3 separate regions of the Zea mays genome follow, and all the other regions are linked to region 1. Evidence: chromatin contacts called from public Hi-C data. All regions are on one chromosome and are shown on one strand. The core of a region is the stretch at or near the end of the contact, and the rest is flanking DNA. Distances in the headings are between cores, read along the strand shown. Region 1 holds the start of LOC103630123 (MAR-binding filament-like protein 1). Region 2 holds the start of LOC100284038 (receptor-like protein kinase). Region 3 holds the start of LOC100278188.

What was found. Hi-C and Micro-C count contacts between places; a contact is called where the count stands out from the background.
Region 2: a contact with region 1 is called in a Hi-C map of leaf, with 4 times the contacts expected there. The contact joins the promoter of LOC100284038 here to the promoter of LOC103630123 in region 1. A contact is called at or near these places in 7 of 25 Hi-C or Micro-C datasets (ear, leaf and an unstated tissue).
Region 3: a contact with region 1 is called in a Hi-C map of leaf, with 8 times the contacts expected there. The contact joins the promoter of LOC100278188 here to the promoter of LOC103630123 in region 1. A contact is called at or near these places in 3 of 25 Hi-C or Micro-C datasets (ear, leaf and tassel).

Annotation. Positions count from the first base shown.
Region 1 is chr6:141,665,399-141,668,237 of Zm-B73-REFERENCE-NAM-5.0, forward strand. LOC103630123 (MAR-binding filament-like protein 1) reads right to left here and starts at 1,405. Exons shown (of 3, transcript XM_008651210.4): 1 at 881-1,405. The coding sequence starts at 1,157.
Region 2 is chr6:141,495,866-141,498,704 of Zm-B73-REFERENCE-NAM-5.0, forward strand. LOC100284038 (receptor-like protein kinase) reads right to left here and starts at 1,495. Exons shown (of 1, transcript NM_001156936.2): 1 at 1-1,495. The coding sequence starts at 1,265. The coding sequence ends at 27.
Region 3 is chr6:141,800,106-141,802,944 of Zm-B73-REFERENCE-NAM-5.0, forward strand. It overlaps LOC100278188, which reads left to right and starts at 1,428. Exons shown (of 3, transcript NM_001151545.2): 1 at 1,428-1,619; 2 at 2,523-2,574; 3 at 2,696-2,839. The coding sequence starts at 1,505.

The DNA of each region.
Region 1 (2,839 bases), core at 155-2,654:
ACTTTACACTTTACTCTTACCAACTATATATCTCCATGCAAAACTTTTTGAAAAACTGAAATCACAACGTATTCAAAATAACTATGTTGGCAACAGCGTGGGAATTAAAAGAGTTCCAAAGTTGGCAAACAATGGATCAGCAATCTTGGTGACAGAGGTCCACTAAACGATAAAAGACAGTCCAAATCCAGATAATAAAGACCTAAGGTATGGACACTTTTAGTGGTGTCCTGTGTTGCATGAATATCAACAAACAATGAAGGAATAGTAAGAGAAGAGGGCAGTTTTACTAGTTGTAGATTCCAATAAGGTTGGCAACGATGCCTACTTGATGAGCTACTGGATGTTAGGAACTAACTGGTGTCAAAAGGGTGGCTCAAGGCAGTTTGGCGTAATGCCAACTCCGTCCTCAAGCGGGCAGGGACGCAGGGTTGAAGCACCTCGTGGCAAACTTTGACCTTAACGAAGTTGACAGGGATTTTAAACTAGTGACCAAACAGCATGTAGGATTATAGGTGCAAAGTGATTATGGAAAGTGATGCAGTCTGTTGGGTTCTACAAGTCTATATTGTGTAGCAAGTTTATTAAGAGAGGGGCAAGGTATCTTATTAGTATCTACGAATTTCACAGATTTAATAAAAGCAAAAAAATTACACTTACCATCCTAGCAACAAGGGGTGTCGAAATGAGGTTTACTACTAAGAGAGTCTACCATTTACGCGGGAAACTTAGCATCGCAATTGCACAGGCCACGTATCCTATTAGTATCTACGAATCTCACAGATTTTATCGGATTTAATAAAACCCCAAAAAATCACACATATCATCCTAGCAACAAGGCGTCAAGGCGAGTGTCGAAATGAGTTTTACAACTACTGACCAGTGACGAGATCAACCGAGGAGAGCTGCGCCCTGGCCGCCGCCGCCGCGGCGTCGCGGAGGCGGAGGAGCGGGAGCACCGAGACGCCGACCAGGAGCACGGCCCTCCTCCGCGTGGCGTCGTCCGCAGCGGGGGAGCGAGCGGTGCTGGACGCCGAGGCAAATACTGCGGTGGCCCGCCCGACGCCGCTGCCGCGGCGGCCGCGGGGTGGAGGGAGAAGGGCGGGACGGGGCGGCTGCGCCACCGACGGCGAGAGTAGGAGGTGGTGGTAGCCCATGCCGGCGTCGTAGTCGCAGAGACCAAAAAAACCCTATTACCTCCCTCGCCGGCCGCAGCTTTGCTACCTGGAGCGGGGTGGTAGTCACGGGAGCATTCGTGGGAACGGAAATGGTAGTCAGCTCTGCCTTCCGCGCTGGGGTTGGGGACTGAGAGCAGCGGGGAGTGCCGTGGCGACGCGCAAGCTGAAGCGGAACTGCGGAAGCGGAGGAGAAGGTTTCGGACACTGTCAGACTGTCGGGTTATGCTTACGTGGGCTCTTCACAGGCTACATGGGCTTTGGCCGACGGTGGGCACTACGCTACCAGAATGTCAAACGGGCCCATCATGAATAAGAGATTTGTTTTCATAAGACCGCTAGGGATTGATATTGTTTGACACTGTTTGTAGAGAGAAGTTTGGATTATAGGATATGATAGTGGATCTTCTGCAGATAGTCTAAGAGCTAGTTTAGAAACTTTATTTTTCCAAGTATTCTTGAAAAATGGAAATCACTTGGAAAAATAGTGTCGGTGTTTGGACCCGTGGACCTAACTAACCAGTGAAATAGCGTCGCGTGCCCAAACCCAGATGGTGATGCGAGTTGACACAAGCGATTTATCCTGGTTCGGGCTATGAAGGGCCCTACTTCCAGCTAAGAGGGATAAGGCTTATATTACTCGCACCAAAGTGCTCACAGTAGGGGTTACAAGCACGACGGGAGAGGGAAGGACCCCAAGTCCCTGAGAGTGATTGAGGCAAATGCCAATACCGAATGGAGGAGAAAACTGCCAAGTGTTCACCCTCTCCCCCTGTGGGAGCCATGGACTGTCCTATTTATAGGCCCGGGGAGAGCTGCCTTGTAGACGTGAGCCGACTACATGTTGTGAAGGGGTGTCTTCATGTCTTGTAGACAATATGGTCTGGTACTTTGTTGTTGACTTCTGCTTGCTTGTTTTCCGCTGAGAGCCGAGGTCGAGGGCTCAGTTACGTATCCGAGCCCTCTGGCATGGAGTTGCCCATACCGTAGTGGTTGACTTAGTGCCCGTCATGGGAAAAAGGCTCTTACGGGGTGCGTCAATCTTCATTGTTTTTTACGACGTTGGGAAGTCCTCTGTCACATATATCGAGGTAAGAGCCGAGCTCGGACGAGGCGGAGGTCCGTCTGAGGTTGCGACCGAGCTTTATATTGAGACTTGATGACGCGCGCCACAATCGACGAAGTGGCCTTCCACGGGATTCACGAGGGAGCAGGTAGCCGAGGCCTGGTTCAGGCGAGGCAGAGCTTGCACCCGAGGTTGAGTTTAGCGTCGGGCCAGACGGAACTCGTGCCCTAGGTCTTGACCCGCGTCTTGTCATATTATGCGTCCCATTAGGAGCTGTCAGGTGGCGTCCACACGTGTAATGATGTAGGTGAAACTTTGACAAGATCGCGGTCCTATTGAAAGATTCACCTGCAGCCCGACGTGAGGTAGATGCACTCATTGAATGCGGTTGTTCCCAACAGCCCTCGGGCAAGCTTTGTCTTTACTGCCTAAGGCGGGCTCGGGTGAGATGGACATGGCCACCTTGGTGTGAGGGAGCCTCGACCGGGACGGAGATTCTCCTGAGCTTCCGTCCTGCCCGAGACAAGCCTCAGACAAGGCGAAGTTTTGGGAAGACCCACGAGGGGGGACTTCGAGCGAGGCAGCATTTTAGTAAGAC
Region 2 (2,839 bases), core at 245-2,744, 170 kb before region 1:
GATAGTGCTTCTCGCTCCTCGACGAATCATCGGTACTGCGCAGGTGGCGGAGGCGATGCGTACGGCATAGGGTATACCGGTGGCAACGGGCCGGGGTATGATGGCGGCGGCGGCGGCGGAACAGGGACAAACGGCTTGCACTGGAACGCGGCGCAGTCGACGGGCGGCTGCGAGTAGAACGCGGCGCACTGCTGCGGCGTGCGCTGTGTGGGGCGGTTGGGCAGGCAGTTCCTCCTGTCACCGTCCGAAGGCACGACGCGCGCGCAGGACGGCGGCTCGCCGGTGAAGAAGTTGTAGGAGATGGTCAGGTTCTTGAGCCGCGGGAGGGCGCAGATGGCCTCCGGGACGGCCCCGGACAGGCGGTTGTGCGCGACGTCCAGCTGCTCCACCTTGCGCATCCCGGCCACCTGCTGCGGCAGCGGGCCAACGAGCGAGTTGAAGCTGACGTCGAAGACGGTCACCTCCCGGAGCAAGCCGACCTCCGGCGGGACGCAGGAGTCGAGGCCGTTGTTGATGAGGAGGATCTCGTTGAGCGTGCCGGACATGTTGCCGAGGCTGGCCGGGAGGCATCCGCCGAAGCTGTTGTCGGCGAGCACGATGACGGAGGCCGGGGAGTTGCCGAAGTTGTCGGGGAGCGGGGAGCGGAGGCGGTTGTGGTTGAGGAAGATGGCGTCGAGCGGGCGGTCGAAGAGCTCCGGCGGGATGGCGCCCTCGAAGTCGTTGAAGCGGAGGTCGAGGAACTTGAGCGCCGGGAGCTCCAGCACGACGGCCGGGAATGCCCCGACGAGGCGGTTGTTGCTGAGGTCGAGCTCGACGAGAAGCTGGAGGCGGCGCAGAGTGGCGGGGACGAGGCCGCAGAAGCGGTTGGAGTTGAGGTGGAGCAGCGAGAGGTCAGCGAGGAGGCCGAGCTCCGGCGGGAGGTAGCCCGCGATGTCGCCGTGGTTGAGGTCGAGGCCCGCGACGGCGAGCTCCCCGGCGCCCGGCACCCCGCGCGGCAGCGGCGCGCAGAAGACCCCGGTGTAGTTGCATACCCCCGGGCCCACCCAGTCGGCGGTGAAACCCCTGGGGTCGGAGAAGATGGCCTGCTGCTTCCAGGTCTGCAGCGCGACGTACGCGTCCCGCAGCCGCTGGCTGGGGAACCGCCACGACGGGTCCACCGACACGGCCAGCTCCGCCGCCTCGCCCTCGCCCACCACTGACGCCGCCTCGCCGGCGGCGGCGAGGCAGCAGAGGAGACACAGCAGCACTGCCGCCCTGCTCATCATCCCACCATACCACCGAAAGCAGAGCCAAGAAGAGGTTTCGGGGAGGAGGGTGCTCGTGCTCGGCGCAATCCTGCAATGCGGAGTGGAGCGGAGCGGAGGAGATTATGGCGGCGGATTCCTGTGGAGGGAAGTGGAGGGTGTGTGAGCGCCTGGAGTGGGGGGAGGAGGACAGCTGTGTCACAGCTCAGAGGAGTTGGGTGGGGTTACCGCTGGCGCTGGGGAACGCGGAGCGGGGAGGCCTCTTCTGTTCTGCCTTGTGCGGCGGAGTAGGATTTATAGCGGGAGAGTAATGCCGGGCCCGCCGCCGCGTCTGCCCCTGCCACGGGACGAAGACCCGTACGGTAATTATGGCGTTTAGTTTTTGAACCCTTGGGTCTACCTACTGCTTCATCTCTTTTTCAATTTTTTTTCTGCGAGCGTGTATTTTAGGGTTTGTTTATAAGCACCACTGTTTTAAAAAAATCAGTTTCTGTCCCAAATTTCTAAAAAATGATTTATGAAAAAAACTGGATGAGAATGTTCGTTACCCTGTTTATAAGGAGCTGATTTTTAATTTTTTATACATGTCTATTTAAATGGAAGCAGCAGCAATAGATATAAATATAAATTCCGTGAAATCAACTATTTAAATGGAAGCAGCAGCTATAGATATAAATTCTGTGAAATCAACTAGGCGTCACGTATTTAAATGGATAGAACTAATTTTAACCAGGGGAAGCCAGCTTCTTGATTTTTAAGAAACTATAAATCTAGTTTCTATAAACGGGAATATAAACTAATTTTTGAAATAACTCCCGTTTCTATAAAGCAATTTCTTAAAAAATTGGTTGCTTCCAAACAGACCTTTAGTATCACTACTACTAGCTTTCACTACGATAAAGGGCATTTGATTCCATGTGCTAAACTTTAGTAGGGTGCTAGGTTTTGATGCAAGTGCTAAGCTATTTTTAGCAACATCACTTATCTCACCTCCTATTTGAAGCTCTAATCTGTATACAGTCTATAGTACAAAACAGTTTAGTACAAAACAGTTTTTCGCAGTCATATGCACGGTATGTTGTCTATAGCCTAAAGTTTAGCACATGGATATAGAAAGATATCCATAACCCTAATTAACGTGGGATACAGAGAGAGTGGAGTGAGAAGGGTATGAGATGTCTTTCCCCATCATAAACCATTTTTAGCTCACTTCAGCACAACTTAGAAGAGCTAAACGATTAATTGGTGCTAAAGTTTAACACTTTACTTACTGATAACGTATCTGTCGGGGACCATAATTAGGGGTACCCCAAGACTCCTAATCTCAGCTGGTAACCCCATCAGCACAAAGCTGCAAAGGCCTGATGGGCGCGATTAAGGTCAAGGCTCAGTCCATTCAAAGGACACGATCTCGCCTCGCCCGAGCCCAGCCTCGGGCAAAGGCAGCCGACCCCGGAGGATTCACGTCTCGCCCGAGGGCCCCCTCAAGCAACGGACACACCTTCGGCTCACCCGAGGCCCAGTCTTCGCAGAGAAGCAACCTTAGCCAGATCGCCACGCCAACCGACCGTATCGCAGGAGCATTTAATGCAAGG
Region 3 (2,839 bases), core at 178-2,677, 130 kb after region 1:
CTAAAGGTAGGATTATACCTCACAGGCAACCTGGAAATCTGATACCAATTGATAGAAGACGTGACCCGATCTTCCGTGAGATACGATAACTTGATTGAGTGGAGATCTCGACGTTGATGATACAAGGCTCTGAGCGAACGGTTCCTCGCAATCACTACACCACGGCTCCGTTGGTTATCACCCTTGACACACGAATGACCTCGCCACGAAGGCTTATCCCTGCAAGCGCAATCAAGAACACAAGCAAGAATAGGAAAGAAGCGCAACCAAAAATTGTATTGATTACGGGATGGGGTCTCACAAACCGATGACGACGACACTGTTCGATGACAGAATTGATCTAAGCAAAACCCAAAACCTAATGTGGCGGTGGCTGCTGAATAAATAGAGTATTAGGACGTGTGTGACCCCTGGACTCGCCCCTAATGGGCTTCGACGCGATACACGGCCCAACGGCCCAACAGACGGTGTCGCAGCACCAAAACAGAATCTGAACGCTGAATTGTTTCGACGATTCCCGTTGACTCCGAATGAATTTTAAGGTGGAACCAGTTGGGTTGGTTAGATAATCTCCTTTTCTTTCCAACCATATCAAGTCTGTCGCAATCGGAGTTCGGATGCATCCTGGGCGTCCATTTTAGTGCAGACTGGTCCTGGAACCCGAGATAGAGTCGCAGCCGAGTCGGACTTGATCTCCTTCCTGTTGTGGGCGCCCTTGCTGCTCCTCCTCAACACCTTGGCCTTTCCCAAGTCCTTGCTGGTCCTTTCTAAGGTACCTAATCATCAAAACATCCATGGCCCCAAGCGTAAGCTCTGATACACAATTGACTAGGATAGAACGTACCTAGAGATTTAGCTGTCGTGCACGAGATCGTGTTATCGGTCCATTCATTGTATGTATAGAAGTGATGTCCTCATTAGAGGGGAGCAAGGGCTAGGATGAGTGCACACGGAGGAAAACAAGTAGCGAGTAGGAGACATTCATTTTTTTAAATAGTAATGAGTTAAAAAGGTACTCACTCCATTCTAATTTATAATTCGTTTAACTTTTTAATCTTAAGTTTGATCGTCTTATTAAAAAAAATCATAATTATTGTTAAATTTTGCTGTAATATTGTTTAGTATATAATATATTTTAAATGTAGCTTTGAATTTTTCACTTTTTCGTAAAAAAATTGAATAGGACAAGCCGATCACACGTGATAAAAAAAATAAAAGAATGATAATTTAAAACGAAGAGAGTACAAAGGAAACATCAATTACCGTACATGGTGTAATTAAGAGTATGTTTGATGTGGCATCTAATCCACGGCGACCAAATCACCCGTCACAACTGCGGCTTGAAAAGTGCGCCACACCAAACATGCCCTAAGAGGGTTTGGGCCTCCAGTCCGTATATATATGCTGGCGGTTCTGATCGCTTCCAGGTCCACACCTCTCTTGCCTCTCCCACGCCCACGCCACCCCACCGCACGAAGAGAGCGAGCGCACGAACGGGGGAGACATGGCCCACTCGCCGTCAGGATCGCACGTAGCGGCGACGTCGGTCGGGAACGAGGCCTTCACCGACGCGGTGGCTGAGGACGGCGGAGACTCCAAGCTCTCCGCGCTCCTCTTCGGTACGACCACACCCCCCGCGGTTCGCTTCTGCAGTTTGCTTGGTGCGCTCGCCACCCCACCTCCCTCACTCTTCTGCTTGTTACTGGGTTCTGTTTGTTACTGGGTTCGAAGCGATTGTTCGGCCTAGATTGGTGGTTGCTGATGCAGAATTTCCAAGTTCGTGCTTCCTTCGAGGAATATTTGATGCTGGTGTGCGGGGATTGAGTCCCCCGCTGGTGTCCGTTGCCTGGTTTCAGTGTGTGCTCAGAATCGCGACCAATTTGGTCCACATCCATCCGATTCTTCTCGGTTCGTTCGTTTCCCCATCCCGTTCCGATTCGATTCGTTGTATGGGTTATGCTCAGTAATATTAGTATCTGAATCGGTGTCTCGAATTTCCTGTCCATAACACTCCGTTCGGTGGCGATAACTCATTGGTTACATACGTACAATCCGATTTCCAAACCCTCATTCACATGTGCAAACTGCACAGACGAGATCGCGTCAGATACTAGTTCTATTTTTTTGCTGCTCGAGTGGACGCGCTACTGTAGTGAATCTGAAAATGGGGCTCTATTACTCTATCTGCAGTCGAAGTCAGGTGACCCTTCTTATCATATCATACCGTATTCATTTGATTGTGTACCCCTGTCGAATTTGAAAGCGACGTTTTAGGCAACTTCCTCTTGATAAATTTAATCGTGTTTTAAATTCCTGTCTTCGATTTTTTATATAGAGTCAAAACGAATTTCATCTAAAAGTCACCTCTGTTGCATAGAGTACATACCGAAACTACTGATGATTCACAAGTGCAGACTGGAATTGCTTTGCAAACCAATGGAAGAACTGTTGCAGTGTTGTGCATTCCCTGATGCAGTATTACTCATGCTAACACGGGCGTGAACTGTTTTTGCGTTGCGCAGACGTGTCGCAGCAGGTGCAGGACGGTCTCCAGAGCATGCTCAAGACGAGCAGGTGAGCACCGGTCGCGCTGCGCATCCTCGTTTCGGGTTCCCGATTAAAATCCCTGCAAAAGTCATCCGGCTTGGCCCTGACGCCGTTGTGCCGTGCGTGCCTTTTTTGACCACGGTGGCAGCGAGATCGCGCGGTGCGACGGCGAGATCGACGCGGAGCTGGAGCGCGCGAGGGATGCCGTGGCGGAGAATGCCCGAGCGCTGCACGACGAACGGGAGAGAGTCCAGAAGGCCGCCCTCGCCGCGCTCGACATCCTCAGCGGCGG